2 separate regions of the Sus scrofa genome follow, and region 2 is linked to region 1. Evidence: chromatin contacts called from public Hi-C data. All regions are on one chromosome and are shown on one strand. Each heading gives the region's core, a stretch centred on a gene start, on an enhancer-like site or on the middle of the called end of the contact. The rest is flanking DNA. Distances are from core to core; before and after follow the strand shown. Region 1 holds the start of LOC100623441 (sulfotransferase 1C4). Region 2 overlaps LOC100623656 (sulfotransferase 1C1).

The links. A called contact is a pair of places that touch in the nucleus more often than the background predicts.
Region 2: a Hi-C map of liver shows a contact between it and region 1, with 2.7 times the contacts expected there. The contact joins the enhancer-like site here to the promoter of LOC100623441 in region 1. A contact is called at or near these places in 2 of 5 promoter capture datasets (fetal liver and liver) and 9 of 47 Hi-C or Micro-C datasets (alveolar macrophages, fetal liver, heart right ventricle and 4 more).

What each region holds. Positions count from the first base shown.
Region 1 is chr3:47,775,303-47,779,964 of Sscrofa11.1, forward strand. It overlaps LOC100623441 (sulfotransferase 1C4), which reads right to left and starts at 1,876. Exons shown (of 8, transcript XM_013995888.1): 1 at 1,210-1,876. The coding sequence starts at 1,378.
Region 2 is chr3:47,841,048-47,845,709 of Sscrofa11.1, forward strand. It overlaps LOC100623656 (sulfotransferase 1C1), which reads right to left. Exons shown (of 8, transcript XM_003354702.4): 4 at 4,215-4,312; 5 at 1,332-1,458; 6 at 449-543. Among named protein-coding and RNA genes, the nearest start is that of GCC2, 84 kb to the left of the region's middle. Within about 2 kb of position 2,539, at least 5 of the 83 cell types and tissues checked have an H3K27ac peak or open chromatin away from gene starts, as enhancers often do. A contact at or near this core is called in fetal liver and liver, where this site is marked.

The DNA.
Region 1 (4,662 bases), core at 626-3,125:
TGGCCTTGCTCAGTGGGTTAAGGATGCGGCGTTGCCATGAGCTGTGGTGCAGGTTGCAGACAAGGCTTGGATCCCATGTTTCTGTGGCTATGATGTAGGCCAGTAGTTGCAGCTCCGACTGGACCCCTAGCCTGGGAACTTCCATATGTCGTGGGTGTGGCCCTAAAAAAGAAAAAAAAAAAGAAAGAAAGAAGATCAGGGCTGACATGAAACAGATGGAAGGGTGAGTGGAGAGCCCCTCTGTGTGCAGAGTCTTTATTGAAGTGTATGCACTGGAGCAGGGGCAGGGGGTGGGGGGTGAGTTGAATACCGCATTTTTTCTCTGTATGTAGGTACATGCAAATAGCTGCAGAACCACCTCTCCCAGCTCAGGCCCCAGTGTTTACGACGCTGTGGCTGGGCTCAGTTTGTCTTGTTTCTGCACTAACTTCATTAAGCTGATTATTGGAATAAGAAAGCAGGTTCACAACATACCACCAGGGAGGGTGGAAATTAAGAGTAGTTCTGGGGAGTTTCCGTTGTGACGCAGTAGAAATGCGACGAACTAGTATCCATGAGGATGTGGGTTTGATCCCTGGCCTCAATCAGTGGGTCAAGGATCTGGCATTGCCGTGAGCTGTGGTGTAGGTTGCAGACACGGCTCGGATCCCGTGTGGCTCTGGCATAGGCCAGCAGCTGTAGCTCCTATTCGACCCCTAGCCTGGGAATCTCCATATGTTCTGGGACCCCGAGCTGGGAAGCCTGGGAGCTGAGCAATGCAGATCCCAAGCCGCCCACCCTCTCCCCACATCAGCTCCCCCCCGCCTGTCCAGCTCACACACAGCAGCTCTTTACAAGATCTGCTATAAGGGCCCTTCGCTGGGAACAAGTAAATCAACAATCTGGCCAGTTTATTTTCAGCTGTTTGACTCACTGCCTTCAAGGGAACTTAAAAAACAACAACTAAAAACCAACCAACCAAACAAAAAAACCCACATGCATCAGAGGAAGAATTAAATTCTTAAGAGGGATAGGTCGTTTTAATATTTTTAGTGTGGTTTCAGTTTCCATTCGTGATTTGTCTTGGCTCTGTCACTCTGCCCAGTAAACTGCTTTCCACTCGGACCCAGGTCAGTTCCTTTTTTTTTTTTTTTTTTTTTTGTTATTGATGCATCTTCCCCCCACAGCCTTCCTAACTGTCCTCTTGGTCACCCCCATTCCCGTGCCTACCTGCTTTCGGATAGGTAGCGATAAGCAGATCGTCAGGCCGGGCTTGGAAGTTCCAGATCTGCACCCAGGTGTCACAGGTGGGCGTGGGCTGCAGAATCCCCTCCACGTAGTCCACAGCCAAGCGCTCACCTTCGTCGTGTTCCAGACCCTCCATCTTGCTCAAGGCCATCAGGGTCAGATCCTAGATGTCTGCCCCGGTAAAGTATTGCTCTCAGGTGGCACAAAGCTGTGTTGTTGCTGGCCTGGAGACAGGGCAGAACTCAGAGCACTGGCCCTGCCTTGGACCGGCCGTAGAGGGCAGAGCGGCCGTTCTAGGGAGCCAGCAACTCTCCTCGGGGCTTTGCACACAGTGCTTTCCTAGCCTGTTCCCGGTGGGCTATGATGCAGCTGCTCCTGGCTGCCATCTAGCGGCCCGTGCACAGTCAGCCCTGCTCTTCTGTGCCACCTCATTTGTGGTTCACCTCTGTGTGCACAAAACAATCCACAGCTCTCCGTTAATTGTTTCTTCTGAGGATTTTAAGCTAATTGAGAAATTGCAGGGAGCCTGCCTGTGGAATTGCAGGTCACGTCATTGCAGAATGATTTCCCTGACAGGCTGCAGGGAGATTGCTGTGGCTGCTGGCAATGAGGGGCCTAGATAGAAACTCCCGGCACAAAGGTCAGCGTTGTTATTGTTAAGAGTGAAATAAACAAGGCTCTATTAGGGAAGTTTCCCTTCCTGTTGTGGGCTCTTCCTCATAAATATCAAGTGGAGTCTTCCAGCTAATGAAACGTGGGTCACGTTTGAAGCGAAGTGGATGCAAAAGCTTGTCCTTTTTGGACCTCACCTCCCAGCCTCACGCCAGAGTCCCCTGGAAGCCCCTTGTTTTGCTGAAAGCCTTGGTGAGAGTTCTTGCTATGGCTCAGTGGGTTAGGAACACGACTTGTGTCCATGAGGATGTGGGTCCGATCCCTGACCTTGCTCAGTGGGTTAAGGATCTGGTGTTGCCCTGGGCTGTGGTGTAGGTCTTAGATGTGGCTCAGATCTGGAGTGGCTGTGGCTGTGGCTGTGGTCGGCAGCTTCAGCTCTGAACGCACCCCTAGCCTGAGAATATCCATATGCCTCAGGAGTGTCCCTAAAAATTAAAAAAAAAATTTTTTTTTAAAGCCCTGGGATTTATTTATCCTGCTTGCTCCTTCCCTCGGAACCATTCCTGGCTCTTGGAGTTTTTTTTCTCTCTTGTTTCAGTCACAACCCTTCTCTGCTGACTGCCTTGGAAACAAGACTGACCCACCCAGTTCCTGTTTCTCCGTCTGATATAATCAAGAATGTTGCTGGGCTTTGTCTCTGGTTCCCGAAGCTGAGGTTTTTTGTTTTTTGTGTTTTTTTTTTTTTGTCTTTTTGCTATTTCTTTGGGCCACTCCCACGGCATATGGAGGTTCCTAGGCTAGGGGTCGAATCGGAGCTGTAGCCACTGGCCTACGCCAGAGCCACAGCAATGAGGGATCCGAGCCGCGTCTGCAACCTAGCTCACGGCAACACTGGATCATTAACCCACTGAGCAAGGGCAGGGACCGAACCCGCAACCTCATGGTTCCTAGTTGGATTCGTTAACCACTGCACCACGATGGGAACTCCTTTTTTTTTTTTTTTCCTAAGCTGAGTTTTAAAAACCCTTGAAGTTCCTGAGAAATTGGGGGGTCTTTGGCTGTTCATAGTGAGTCCCTTTAGCCCACACCTGAGTTTACCCTAACGAGGTGACACCTGCTGGGCCCTTAGTTTCCAAGGAGGGGCTGCAATTCCAGCAAGATAAAGCATATGACCCTTTTATCCAGGTCACAGTTGGGGGCTGGTCCTTTCATCCTCACAGGGTCAGGAGGTTGGTCCTTTCACCAGCTCAGGATCAGGGGGCTGGTCCTTTCATCCTCACAGGGTCAGAGGCCCTTTCAGTCCCACCCCTGCCTCCAGAGAGGGGAGGGTTGGGGACTGGGCTCAGCCGTGTAGTCAGTGCTAAGGAACCCCCTTGGCACCAAGGCTCAGGGCCTCTTCTTGGCTGGTGAACATGGTGATGTGCCCAGAAGCTGCTCTGCGCAGGATCTATGGGGACAGGGCACAGAAGCCTTGTCCCCTCTCCTCCAAGACCTTGTCCCCCTCACCTCTTCCATTTGGCTGCCCTGATCTATATTCTTATGATGAAACTGTAATTGTAGGTGTGGTGTTTTCAGTGAGTTCTGGGCGTCACTATTGACCCTCAGGGTCACACACACACTTAGAGCTGTTGGTCAGAAGCACAAATCATCCCCAGGACTTGTGGCTGCATCTGAAGGGGGGAGTCTTTTGAAAGGCTCTGTTCTTGACCTGTGGGGTCTGTGCCAACCCTGTCATGTCAGAATTGAACTGAATTGATCAGACACCAGCTGGTGACTTTGGGACAGCTCTCCCTCCACGCCGATCCTGTTGTCAGGAGACCTGCTTCTCACTTAACTCCCTTTCCACCCAGACTGTCACAGCACCCCAACCTGGGGATGGAGGGCTGGCAGACAGGGATAAAATGCCCCAGAGAGAACTGGCTGGGCTTTGAATGGTACCTGGGAAAGCTGAAGGTTTCAAATAACTTGAAAATCATCCTAACTACACAGATGCTCCTAGTCTCCTTTAATATTTTTACTCAGATGTTCTTGAACATTCAGGAAAATTAAAGTATTGTACTTCGTTATTATAAAAATAATCTGGTGCTAAGCCAACATCTAGCAAGGCTTGCTTTGGAATTCTACATATCTGGGGTTGGCTCGAAACTGTCTCTTAAGAGCTGTGTACATTTTCTAGCTGTGTACATTTTCTAGTTATTTAATCCCTTCAGAGCCCTTTTAGCCTCACAGGAATAAAGTAAAAATTGGGGAGTGTGAGGTGTTTTGCAGACTTGAGGTACAGTGAACGCCCTCTCCTCCCCTGGTTCTTCCCTGACCCTCCTGTTTTTTCTGCGTGGAGAGGAGACCCGCTGCCCTCTCTGGGTGTCCCAGCTACAGACCAGGAGTGAGTTCAGACTTCAGATGTGATCCAGCTGAAAAAATGACAACCGGGGAGTTCCTGTTGTGGCGCAGCGGAAATTAATTCGACTAGGAACCTTGAGGTTGTGGGTTTGATCCCTGGCCTCGCTCAGTGGAAGATCTGGCATTGCCGTGAGCTGTGGTGTAGTTCACAGACTGGACTTGGATCTGGCGTTGCTGTGGCTGTGGTGTATGCCAGCAGCTGTAGCTCCAGTTGGACCCCCTAGCCTGGGAACTTCTACATGCCGTGGGTGCGGACCTAAAAAGCAAAGCAAAGCAAAGCAAGACAAAACGAACTGGGCCTTTTAACCTGCTTTTCTTATGAGCAGTCAGCATGCAGATTATTTTTCTTCAACAGGTCCTTGTTTGTGTGTTTTTACATAAGGAAGAGGTCTAAAATATATTTTGATTTAGCAAACTATTTTA
Region 2 (4,662 bases), core at 1,289-3,788, 66 kb after region 1:
TAGGGGAGTTCCCATTGTGGCTCAGCAGAAATGAACCTGGTTAACATCCATGAGAACGTCGGTTCCATCCCTGGCCTTGCTCAGTGGGTTAAGGATCCAGCGTTGCTGTGAGTCATGGTGTAGGTCGTAGAGGTGGCTCGGATCCGGCGTTGCTGTGGCTGTGGCGTAAGCCAGCAGCTGCAGCTCTGATTTGACCCCCAGCCTCAGAACCTCCATATGCTGCAGCTGCTGCCCTAAAAAGTGAAGGGAAAAAAAAAAAAAAAAAGAAAAGAAAAAAAGAAAAAGTGATCATAAAATGTGATGTTTCCAGATCTTCTTGAAATTGTGAACAGAAGCAAAGAATAATTAGAAGATTTTTTTAAAAAGTGGTTATAGGGCCTGAGGATAAAGCTGATCTGGAAAGGGGGTGGGGGGGAGTGGGCAGATGATGGTGGCAGCATGCCCTCACCTCCTTCATGTCCTCGTAGAAGAGGTAGAGGATGCGGTGCCGGTCCTTGGCGTCCCACCAGCCCCTCACGTGGTCATACCAGGAGCCCCACAGCACTGAGGGAAGGCGGGAGACAGGCATCAAGAGCAGCCGCAACTTAGAAAACCTGCGTGGCTGTCTCAGGTGAAAGACGTCGCTCAACGACCACAACTAGAAGGCAGAGGCCCCGGGCAGAATCCTCATTTGCAGAGACCCTGGATTTTTTTAGTATTTAGGGAGGTGATAAGACATCTCCTGGATTCTGTGGTTTATGTTTCCACCCTGGAACTTCCTCCCACATGAGAGACCAGCCCACGGACAAAAGGATGCAGGGCCTGGATTTCTTCACGTGGCGGCCTGGAGCCCAGACCAGCATTTTGTGATCAATATTGTCCCCTAACAGGCTGATCTGGAAAGGAAACCTTTACTGCTGAAGAGTCCTAACGACTTGATGTTTAGGCGGTGGCATATTTGAGGGAGAGGTGCGCTGGTGTCCTCCATGGCCCCCAAAGCCACTCTCCGCCCTCCCCCTCCTCCTGCTGTGACCTTGACCTCTGTGGCTGGTGTCGCTGAGCTCCCCCTGACCCAGACCTCAGGGTCCCAAACGGGAGGCAGAGGGTTAGGATGGGGTCTAAGCGCCGAGGCCGACCCGTGGGTCTCAGGGACCAGCTGTCTCCCCAGAACTCTGTGCCCTCACCCGCTGGGCACCTGACCCTCTGCCCCCAGCTGTCTGGTGTCTGAGCTACACCTCATCAGGGACCTAGTCAGAGTGTGTCACTTGTGTCCTCCCAGAGCCTCCACACCCACAGCTCAGCCGGGCCCTGCTTTCTGTGCGAGTAGGGGGCTAAACAGGTCTTCAGCTCACCCTTCCCAGCCTTGAACGCCTCGATGTATTCCTCCCAGGGTCCGGGGTCCGGGAACATCTTGTTCATCCTGGAGAAGTGGTAGTAGGAGACCAGGGAGTCCTTGGCATTTCTGGCCATGTAGATGATCTGCCATCAGCCAGGCAGGGGATGGAGACACAAGGGAAACAGGACAGAAGAGGTTACTGCTCAGGGCAGAGCCCCGTGCTGTTGGAAGACCCTCAGAAGGTCATCCCAGTCCTGGCAGGTGTTTTCCGGGACCCCTCTTCCGGTTTGCCCAGCAGAGTCCAGTGACATCTGCGGTCTCAGCATAGTCACTGAGACACCCCTCCAAAGTGTCCTGGTTTGTGTGTGACCAGTGCCACCGTCCCCCTAATTCTGACGTTCCTGGAGGTCCAGGAGGCCAGGTGGACTTTTCAGGGTGTGGGAGGAGGTTGCACAGGACTTTAGGCTCAGGTAGGAGGGGACCTTTGCTCGGTCTGTGCACTGCAACTGCAGCCTCACAGGTGGATCTTGTCTCCGACAAGGTTGCAGGGCCCTGAGGGCAGGGCTAGGTCCACCTGGACCTGCTGGTGACCTGCCTCCTGGGAAAAGCAGAGGCACTATCAGGCTTCTGGGCCTTCCCCTACCCCCAGCCCCTGCCCTCTGGTCTCCAGGGAGGGTTGGGGGGGGTGGACACACGTGGATGCTTTTTCAAGAATGCTCCCCCTGTCTCATTACTCCGCAGAGCCGAGCACCAGTCCAGACCCATCACCCGGTCGGTCGTGGTGCTTTCCTCTAAGAGAATTATCGCGGGTCCTGCAGCCCCAGCTGTGTTTCCCCCACGGCCCCTCCCAGGAGCCCAGACCTGCCTGGACTCTGCTCCCTGGCCCATCCCCCTGCCGGTCTCCTCTCCTGTGATCATGAACATGATCATGAACCAACAGTCTGACCCAACAGCAAGGCCTTGTTGTTAAGTAAACACAGTTCTCAATGCTGCTGTGGCTTATAGCTTTTTGTTTGTTTTTGTTTTTGCAAATCAAACCCTGAGTCACCAAAACAGGGAAGCCGGGGCTGGACGGGGCGCCTGTTCAAATGACCCAGGTTTGGAGTCAGATGGCCAGTGTGAGTGAAAGTCATGCATGTACATGTCCTGGGCCTGAGATCCACCTGACTGAGTTTCTATTGCCGCTGTAACAAATGACCACAACTGTAGAGCCCAAGAGATTTACTCTCTTATGGTCCAGAAGCCAGGTTTCCCTGGGCTGGATTCCAGCCGGTCGCAGGGCTGCTTCCCTCTAGTGGGTCTCAGGGAGAAGCTACCTGGAACCTGGAGGCACCCGTAATCCCTGGCTCCAGACTCCTGGCTCGCCAACCTCTGTGTCAGATGTGATGCCTCTTTCATCCTCTGACCTTCTCACCTCCCCCCTCTCTCAAGGATCCTGAGTTTAGGGCCTCCCAGACAACCCAGGATAACTTCCCAGCTTGAGAGCCTTCATTACACCCACAAAGTCCACTTTTAAGGGGCGTTACAGGGGTTTGGTGACTGGGATGGGATATCTTTGGGGACACTATTTATTTATTTATTTATTTATTGCTTTTTAGGGCCGCACCCATCGCAAATGGATGTTCCCAGGCTAGGGGCTAAATCAGAGATACAGCTGCTGGCGTACACCACAGCCACAGCAACGCTAGATCCTTAACCCACTGAGTGAGGCCAGGGATTGAAGCCGCAAACTCATTGTTCCTAGTCAGACTCCTTTCCGATGTGCCACAGCAGGAATTCCAGGGGGACACTGAGGCAGAATACTAACTCAGGTAGTCGGTGTAGGAGCATGGGTTTCGGGGCATTCCTTGATATGGCTATTGATTAACATTTGTGGTTTAAGGGCTCCAGAAAGTAATGCCCCACAGGCTGTTTACTATAGGAAATGCACCTTCCCCCACACGGACCTTAATCCCTAACCCACTCCTCAATGGATAGAAAAGGAATGAGAGGAAGGGTGACTCAGTCTAAGGAAAGAGAAGGACAAAGAAATCATAAAACTTACATTTCCAATCCCAAAAGCCCTATGGGACAAGGACCAATATGGGTAACTGAGTAAGGCCAATGGGAGAAAACCATATCTCTCTGGACCCCACACTTGTACCCCCCCATCTTTAAGGCATAAAAATCCCTATAGGACAACAGAGGTGTGTGTCGGGGGGTGCTCTTCTTTTCTCCTCCCAGCAACCCTGGGAGCTGTTTGTTTTCCTTTAACAAAGACTTTGCTTGCTTGCTGCCTGTGTGTTCGTGGAGTTCATTTTCCGACTGCATGAATAAGAACCTGACATCAACACTATTTACATTTCCACTCCATCACAGAAGGAAAAGTGCAGACCAAGCTCACTTCCTACTCAAATAACCTACAACTCTCAGCAGATAAAGGGAGGCGCTGCCATGGAGATGTTTACATTTTTCGAAGGCCTAGCTTCCCAAAAAGAAGCTGTCAATCTGATGACAAACCAAGTGTTAATGTGTTTTCTGACTTTGAATCTCCGGCGGCATCTGGAAATAATACTGGTTCTGGAATAGCAACATTAAGTTATCGGTCTGTGAAAATAAATCAAGACGGCTTCAAAGTCATGGCGACCTCAGGGAAGCAAATCGGAGGTGGGGTAGCATTTTGACACAGGGAAAAACCTATTTGATTCTGTGGCACCTTGTTTGGAGATAGAAGGTGGCAAGAGGCAGCCATGAACACCATGGAAACCAGAGCAGAGACTCAAAAGCAGTCTTGCACTCTGCTCCAGCCAGAACGTGTAGGTCTACTAGTTGGGCTCATTACTGCTGAGCTACAATGGGAACTTCTGACATTTTTGACTCTATGGGTCAAAACTGGGTTTCAAGAGCTGGCTGTCCTGACCTTCACGTTTTCTTTCCAGAAGGAAGGTGGGACCATCTGAACAGGCAGGTGAGTCTTCAGTGTTCTCGGAGAAGGCATTTTGATGGCCAGATCCAGACCTGAAAGAAGTTGCCACTCAAGTGAAACATTTCTACGCAGCCTCATGGGTATCCTATCAAACACCCGGAAGCAGACTCACCCTCCGTGGCTCTGCCTGACATTCGGGTTTCACATGTCTGTGTTTGCCCCTGATGACAGTGCTCCTGTCCGGTCTGGTGGAGGAGAGCACTGCCAACATACTGAAAACCACCACGGCCACAGGATGCTGCATGTCTCAGGGGCACAGGTGTGTGTGCTGGGTGGGCAGGTAAGGATGCTGGGGTTGGGGGGGTGGTTTGAGGCTGGTGACAACTGTGACCCCAGAATGCACTTTGATTCTTTTTTTTTTTTTTTTGCTTTTTAGGGCTAC